Regions from separate parts of the Sus scrofa genome. Here region 1 is linked to region 2. Evidence: chromatin contacts called from public Hi-C data. All regions are on one chromosome and are shown on one strand. The core of a region is the stretch at or near the end of the contact, and the rest is flanking DNA. Distances in the headings are between cores, read along the strand shown.

What was found. A called contact is a pair of places that touch in the nucleus more often than the background predicts.
Region 1: a Hi-C map of liver shows a contact between it and region 2, with 4 times the contacts expected there. The contact joins two enhancer-like sites. A contact is called at or near these places in 2 of 47 Hi-C or Micro-C datasets (both in liver) and 1 of 2 datasets of contacts at active chromatin or transcription factors (alveolar macrophages).

Annotation. Positions count from the first base shown.
Region 1 is chr8:10,563,167-10,566,694 of Sscrofa11.1, reverse strand. No RefSeq gene overlaps it. Among named protein-coding and RNA genes, the nearest start is that of C1QTNF7, 93 kb to the left of the region's middle. Within about 2 kb of position 1,499, at least 10 of the 83 cell types and tissues checked have an H3K27ac peak or open chromatin away from gene starts, as enhancers often do. A contact at or near this core is called in liver, where this site is marked.
Region 2 is chr8:10,225,815-10,229,818 of Sscrofa11.1, reverse strand. All of the region lies in intron 4 of LOC102158082 (a long non-coding RNA gene), which reads left to right. Among named protein-coding and RNA genes, the nearest start is that of CPEB2, 180 kb to the left of the region's middle. Within about 2 kb of position 1,583, at least 15 of the 83 cell types and tissues checked have an H3K27ac peak or open chromatin away from gene starts, as enhancers often do. A contact at or near this core is called in liver, where this site is marked.

The sequences.
Region 1 (3,528 bases), core at 250-2,749, 340 kb before region 2:
CCCTCTATACCCCTGAACAGGGGCTTCAGTATGTTCAGAAAACTCTTGATATGCGTTGTTAACCCCTGCTAGGCTGTGCATAGCCTGAGGGCTATGTCTCCTTCTAAAAATAGGGAAGCGTTATTGACGTTGGCAAAGTGCTTGGGACAATAAAGAGAGATGGCGGGTTACCTCCATCCACCACAGTTTTACTCCAGTAAGTAATTGTGCTCTAGTCCAAGCTCTGATTACACAGAGTGGTTGGGAAATTATAAAGTCCACGCAACAATTCATATCATCTTAAGGAACTGATGAAATGGCTGGTCAAGGCCTTATTCTTCACTAGCTGAGGCCCGATTGTACCTGCTGAGTCAGCACTTTGCCCTTGGGAAGGGCCAGGCAGAGGGCCAGGTGCACAGTCTGGCTGCTGCTGCTGGTGAAGTCCCACAGAAACAGAATACCCAGGCAACGTCTCTCAGTGAAATGGATGTTAGCGGTGACCCCGATACCACGTGTTCCACTCATTCTCCTGGTGTCCCGTGGGGCACTTTGACCCTTTCTTCGCCATTCAGATTGAGCTTTAAAAAAAAAAACCAAAAAACAAAAAAAACCCTGATCTGATCAGGATTTCATTTCTAGTTTCCACCAGCATTATTTATTTACATATACACCCAAAGTCAGAAGGATATGCCCACTTGTGTGTCTCTGGATGGTGTTGCTATGGATACTTTCTAGTTTTTCAATCTGAAATTTCTAATTTTTTTATTAGATGAACTACATGAAAATGTGCTGGCTTTGTATGTCAAAAGTGACTGCATACTAGCATTTCAAGTGGTTTGACCTTGTGTAAGAAGCAAGTATTATTGTGGAATTTTTAAAAATAATAAAAGTTTTAATTTATTTCTATGTTAGACTAAACATAACGCTAATACCTAACACTTAAGTTCTTTTTTATTGTTAAACCCTCCATGGCACACCCAACTTCCTGGTGAATCTGCCTAACAGTGCCATAAGGTGGGGGTGAGGCTATTATAAACCCTATTTATAGATGGGAAAACTGAGGTTCAGAGAACTGCAATGAACCAGTCACCCCACTAGCCAGGGCAGGGCTATGAGTCAGAGCTCGAAGCCCTTGCTCATAATCATTACCCCATCTGGGGTGAATCTGTGCCCCTGGATTTCAACTGAAACTCTAAGTCAGAAATTCAAGGCAACCCTCCCAAGGGTGAGCCCCAGGGTTTGTGGGCAGGGTTGTATCTTACTCATGTGGGATTGTGGCAGCTCCCCAGAGCGGATACCCAAAAAGGATTTGCTCAGCAAATGCAATGATTAGACTGGTTTAAAAAAAGCAAAGGGAGAAATAATGGGACAGATACACTTTCCTGTCTTTAGCTTTTCTAGTGTGTTCCCCGGGATCAGAAATAACCCGCAGGCCCTCCAACTGCCTACCTCCATCTCTGTCCACACTGCTTTCCCAGGACCCACACCAACACTTACTGGAATCAAAATAAAGGGTGCTTGTTAACCATGGGCCAGCAGAGGGAGAACCAGCACTACAGCCTCTTCTAAGGCTGAACACACATCTCTTCCCTCTTGAAAACGGAAATCTCTGCTTTGAGCTGCCCAGCCTTCTTCTGGAACAGTTCCTGGGGCCGTGTAATGTTTCTGGAGTGTAATGTTTAATGATAAATTTAATAATAAAATAAATTTAATGATAAAGGCAGCTGTTCTTTAGTGAGCACTTAACTGTGGGCCAGGATCATGGTTGAGATACTTGACACGCAACCAAGATTTAAAACTCAATCTAGTTGACCTCAGAGACCAAAGGTTTTACCCACAATCCTTGGGTTTCAGAGGGGCTGTGAATCCCCCACCAAATTTTTCCTAATTTGTGTGTGTCTGTGTCTGTGCCTGTGCATATATATGTGTCTCTAGGCTTATGAGGTTTTATTTTTATTTTTTCCAAAGGAGAGAGAGAATCTCAAAGAGGTGAAAGATCCAATAAGATTAGAGACCACCTCAGGAAGAGAGGGTTAAGAAAAGCTACCTAGCTGATGAGAGAGAGAGAGAGAGAGCAAAAGATGAAACCATTCATTGTTCTTAAGCCTCTGGCCCTATGACTGAATGGGATGGAGTTCAGGCAAGCGTGTAACAGTCAAGAACATTGATCAATGAAGGATGAATTACAAACTCTTAAATCTGTGTTATCTAAGCCATGCTGGAAGAGAATGAAATACTCTGTACTGGTGAGATTGTGAAACCAGTTTTGTAATCAGAGGAAGCTCCTAGAACACAGTGGGGGTGGGGGCAAGGGAAGGACAGATGAGACAATATATGCATTTGTTTCAGAAGCAGAACACTGTAGGGACGTAGGGAGAAAGCTCAAGGTTATTCCAGGTGCATAATCCATTCCTCTTGGACAGCACTTTACCGTTTATGAAATTCCTTCACACACATGCATGCCAAAGGTCCTCAGAACGATGCTGTGAGGTGGGCAAGATGGACTACTATTTGCTTTTGATCTATGAAGAAACTGAAGCACAGAGGGGTTAAGTCATCTACCCAAGGTCACACAGCTAGCAAGCAGCCATTGTCTTCTAACAGCCAGCTGCATAGATTTCCCATGCCTCTAACAAGGGATATTTTAGTAAGAGAGACATTTACTGCCAAAATGTTTCCAATTTGTGACCAAATAAAAGTAACCATTGGAGACCATGTTGGTTTCAAACTCAAACTATCAACTGTGTAGTTAAGTCAGAGGGACAGAACTTAGTGATAAAGAGCTCCGGCTCTCGAATGGACGGCCTGGCCCAATCCCAGCCATCCTGAGAGGCAGTGCCGGCATCTGACTGCAAGACCCTTAATGCCCCAGACGTAAGTAACCCTCACGCAGGGAGGGGAAGCCGTTGTGGATAAACACTCCCGGTTTTTTGCCCCTTGGTGATGTGATTCCTCAGAATTATAAGCTTCAGTTTCTCAGAAGGTTCCGGGCAGGGCTGAGCCTTCAGTTACCCATAGTGGTAGCCGTGTCAACATTCTCTTTTGGCTTTCCTTCCTTCCTTGTCTCGTGGCTTCCCTTGAGGGCCTCTGAGTTCGGATCCTCCTAGAGAAGCAGAGCCCAGGTAGGTTCCCATGTGCAAGTCACTTTTGGGGAGAACCGCCTGTATTGGAAAAAGAGGAGGAGCAGGAGCAGGAAGGGAGTCCTCAGATAGAGATGCAGCTGTGTGGCCATCCTTTGCTGTGGGGCCCTGGCAAGGAGAGGGCGAGGAAGGAGGGCTGGCCAGGACGATTCTGGGGCTGCAGTGCACCCTCGGACAGTTCTGACCAGTGGATGGAGAGCCCTTGAGCCAAAGTGTCTGGGCTGAGGTGTTGTGGGCCACACAGCAAAGGGCCTCTAGCACCTAGAAGCTGACAGGAGAGGCGGATCCGGAAGGGTGGGGCCTGGGGCTGCCAATCAATCCAACACCCTTCCAGAGAGGGTGCCAGTGGTCTTTTCTTACACTTCCTTATCTCTGGGTCTGATCCTGGGGACTAAGGCATAGCTCACTA
Region 2 (4,004 bases), core at 334-2,833:
TATATATATATATATACACACACACATATTATATACACACACATATATATACATACACACACGCATATACACACACACTTATACATATATACACACACATACATACATATATACACACATATACATATATACACACATACACACACACACACATATACATATACACACACACACACACACATTTGCACTCAGATGTCTTCCTGGAAGCAAATGGAAACTGTGGAAAGTGGATCCATCTGTCAAGATGTGATTTTGATTAAATTGTAAGTTACCAAAACCGTGGAGAAAATGAAAAATGATATTAGGGACCCTTGAATTATCCTTGTAACTACTTCCATTCTAATTTCACTTTGTAGGCAGAGACCTTTTTCTTATTTTAAATGTTTGGATGATGGAACCACTAAGAATTATCATTGTCCTAACCCTTCATATATTTACTTTTCAAAACATGAAATTTCAAGTAGAAATAAAAGCCCCAAATGCATCCGAAACTCACTGATGCCTTCTTTTTACATAGGACAAATCTATTGCCTTTCATAATTATTTTTATTGAATTATAAATTGATGGGGAGCAATAAAAACCCAGAAGCCTGAATATCAGGGAGAAAAGGAGACTTGGTCGCAACTTGTTGGTATTTTCTGAAACACGTATTTATTCCGCGCCACAAAAGCGCCATGCGTTAGCATCCTTAAATAATGGAGGACAGTGTCTAAGAGGTGGCCAAGGGGCTGATGATAAGGCAGGTCCGCACCTTCTCAGGGCACTGTCACCATTTTATCTTCATGGTTCTTGGCATCTGTTTCTCTTCTCTCCCTGGGCCATTGTCAGAAGTGTGAGTAACCAGGACACATAAGTCTGCATTTACCAGCTGTCTTTCTGTCCCCAACCTATTTCCCTTCCTCAGGCTCATCTGGCCCCCACCCCCTCCCCTGGCACCACTGCCTCTGCTAGAACTCATCCCTTTCTCTTCTGGCTACTCATCAGACTGTGAGCTCTTTGAGGGCGGGGACCATACCTTAGTTTTCTTGATATTCTGAGCAGCCAACATGGAGCCTGGACTATGGGCTTAGATACATTTTTTTAAATGAATAACTAAAGTGGAACCAAATTAATTAATAACATAGAGTACTTACTCTGTTTCAAGCACTGTTTTAAATACTTTGCCCACATGGATTCACGTCATCCTCATAAAAAAATAATGCGAAGCTCCATTGTTATTATCCACACTTACATGCACCTGTTGGAGGTGCGGTGGTGATCGCAGACCTTCTGGCATTAGAGCCAAGGCTGTTGAAAGCTATGTGGCTTCTGACCCTTTCCTCCTAGACCCACTGGGGTGATGATGGTGACATGTTCCCATGAACACCCCTCACCCCCACCAGGGCAACGGAGGGCCATGTCTGAGCGCAGATGTGAGTCTGTACAGAGCTCACTTGGCTGGGACTGCTCCTCATTTCTCAACCTTGTTAATGGCTAAGAGTGCCTGGCACCCATCCAGGCACTGGGCAGTCAAGCCGGGCGGGTCCGCCCGCATACCACGTGATCAGGCCTGTCCACACAGGCTGCTGGCTTTGCAGCCTTCTCTGGGCATTTTTCTGGAACCCTATCCCTTCTTCTTCCTCACCGTGATCTCTCTGTTTCTTCCAGTGTCCACTGGGCTGACCTCTGGCTTTCTTGGCTTTGTTTTCAGCTCCAGCTGCTCCAGCTCTTTTGACTTTGCAGTGGCCCTTGGCTTCCCTGGTCGAGCCTGACTGCACACAGCCAGCCCTCACCCTTGAATTCTTCTGTCCCTGACAGCTTCTGGCAATAGTCCCGCTTGACCAAACTCCAACCCCTAGTGCTGACATGGCCCCCAAGGCAGGGATGGAACGCCCCCAGCCCTTTCCACATGGCTGAGCAAATAAAGTGGGCGACGATGGGCTAGACGTCTGTAGTTCCAGAGTGGGAGAGGGTGGCAGGAAGGCCTTGAGGATCAGATTTGGGCTTTTCTCCCAGCCTCTCCTGTCAGCCCACTTCTTGGTTCCCCCCAAACCCCCTTCGCCCTTGTCTGAAGGGCTTCATGTAGCGGATTCCCGCTGCCCGGGGGACTTGTCACCCCATCCTCCACCTTTCTGACTCTGCCTCACCCTCTGGACCTCAGTTTGATGGGGAGCCCTTCACTTCTTCCATCCCCCAACCCCGACTGAACCACATAGGTGCCATTTCTCCTTTCTCCTTTGTCACCCAGTACGTCTGTGTCACCACCGTAATGGCTGATGTCCACCCAGGGCTTCATCTGTGCAGGTGCTGTTTAAAGAACTTGATGAGAATTAACTGATTCTCCCCAACAACCCTGAGAAGGATACCACTGCTTTTTTTTTTTTTTTTTTTCTTTTTTGGCTGCCCTGCGGCATATGAAGTTCCCGGGTCAGAGATCAGATCTGAGATGCAGTTGTGACCTATGCCACAGCTGCGGCAATGCCAACTCCTTAACCCACTCTGTGGGGCTGGGGATCAAACCTGTGTCCCAGTGCTCCAGAGGTGCCACCAATCTTGTTGTGCCACAGTGGGAACTTTATTATTTTTTTTTTTTTTTGGTCTTATTTATTTACTTATTGATTTTTAGGGCCGCACCTGTGGCATGTGGAATTTCCTGGGCTAGGGGTTGAATTGGAGTTGTATCTTCCGGCCTACACCCCAGCCATAGCAACACCAGATCCAAGCTGGGTCTGCCACCTACGCCACAGCTTGCGGCAATGCCAGATTCCACAAAGTGAGGCCAGGGATTGAGCCTGCATCTTCATGGGTGGAATGCCTACCTGAATTCTAGTTATGGATATTTTATGTCAGATTCAAATAATACATCCCTGATTCTTGATTTGGTGCGATCTGGTGTGACTAAAATGCAAGGACAGCCAGCCGACTGGTGTGTCATCTTAGGGTTCCTTAACGATTTCTGCAGTAATCAATCTTATTCAATATGAAAAATTTGAGCCACAAAGTGATGTCGATCTCAGGCACCACATTTTACACAGCTGGAGATGGGGGAATAACTTGCCCAAGGTCATGCCTGGAGCCAGTGACAAACAGGGTGCCAGGTCGGCTCACTTCCAGTCCTATGTCCTTTCCGCACACCTGGTCAAACAGAAACTACTGTCACATGAGGGCATGCAGGTAAAACAAACATAACTGGTTTGATTCTGACTCCAAACAGCACGAAGGGGCCCATGGCTCCCGTGCTGCCGGGGACTGTGATCAGCCCAGAGTCAACACAGGGCATCTGATAGCAAGGCACGCCTGACTCAGAAAGGGCCCAGGCTCTGCAAAGCTCTAAGGGAGTTTTGCTTACAGCTCCGTCTTTATTGCTGTGTGACCTTGAGCGCATTCCTTTACTTCTCTGGTCTCCAGTCTCCTCTGCAGCATGACACAGTGTGATGAAACAAATGTTTGTCTCTCAAGTTCAATGTTGAAGCCCTAACCCAGAATGAGAAGATATTTGGAGTGGACCTTTTGGAGGTAATTAGGATTGTAAGGTCGTGAAGCCAGAGCCCCTGTGATGGGGTTAGTGTCATTTTTTAAAAAGGAAAGGAGGTAAGAGCTCTCTCTCCTTCCCTCCCTCCCTCTCTTCTCCCCCGCCTTCTGGGGACACACTGAGATGGCAGGTGTCTGGAAGCTTGGAAGCAGCCTCTCACCAGGACCTGAACCTAGCACCTTGATTTTGGACGTCCAGCTTCTGGAACTATGAGAAAGAAACGTCTGTTGCTTAAGACCCTCAGTCTCTGCAATTTTGTTATAGGAGCCTGAGCTGATTAAGATGGTTTTATAAGCTTGAACTTGAATCCCCCTTCTGGCCCTGTGATTCTGACATTCTTTTTCAAGGTCCCCTCTGTTGTTGGCTGCATTCCTTCCTGCCATGTTGCTGTCCCCCAAGCCACTCCTCCTCACTGGTGCTTTTTTTCCAACTCCTCACCATTAATCAAAATCATCTGCCAACTCAGAGGTTGAGCACAAGTCTCAGCTTCCA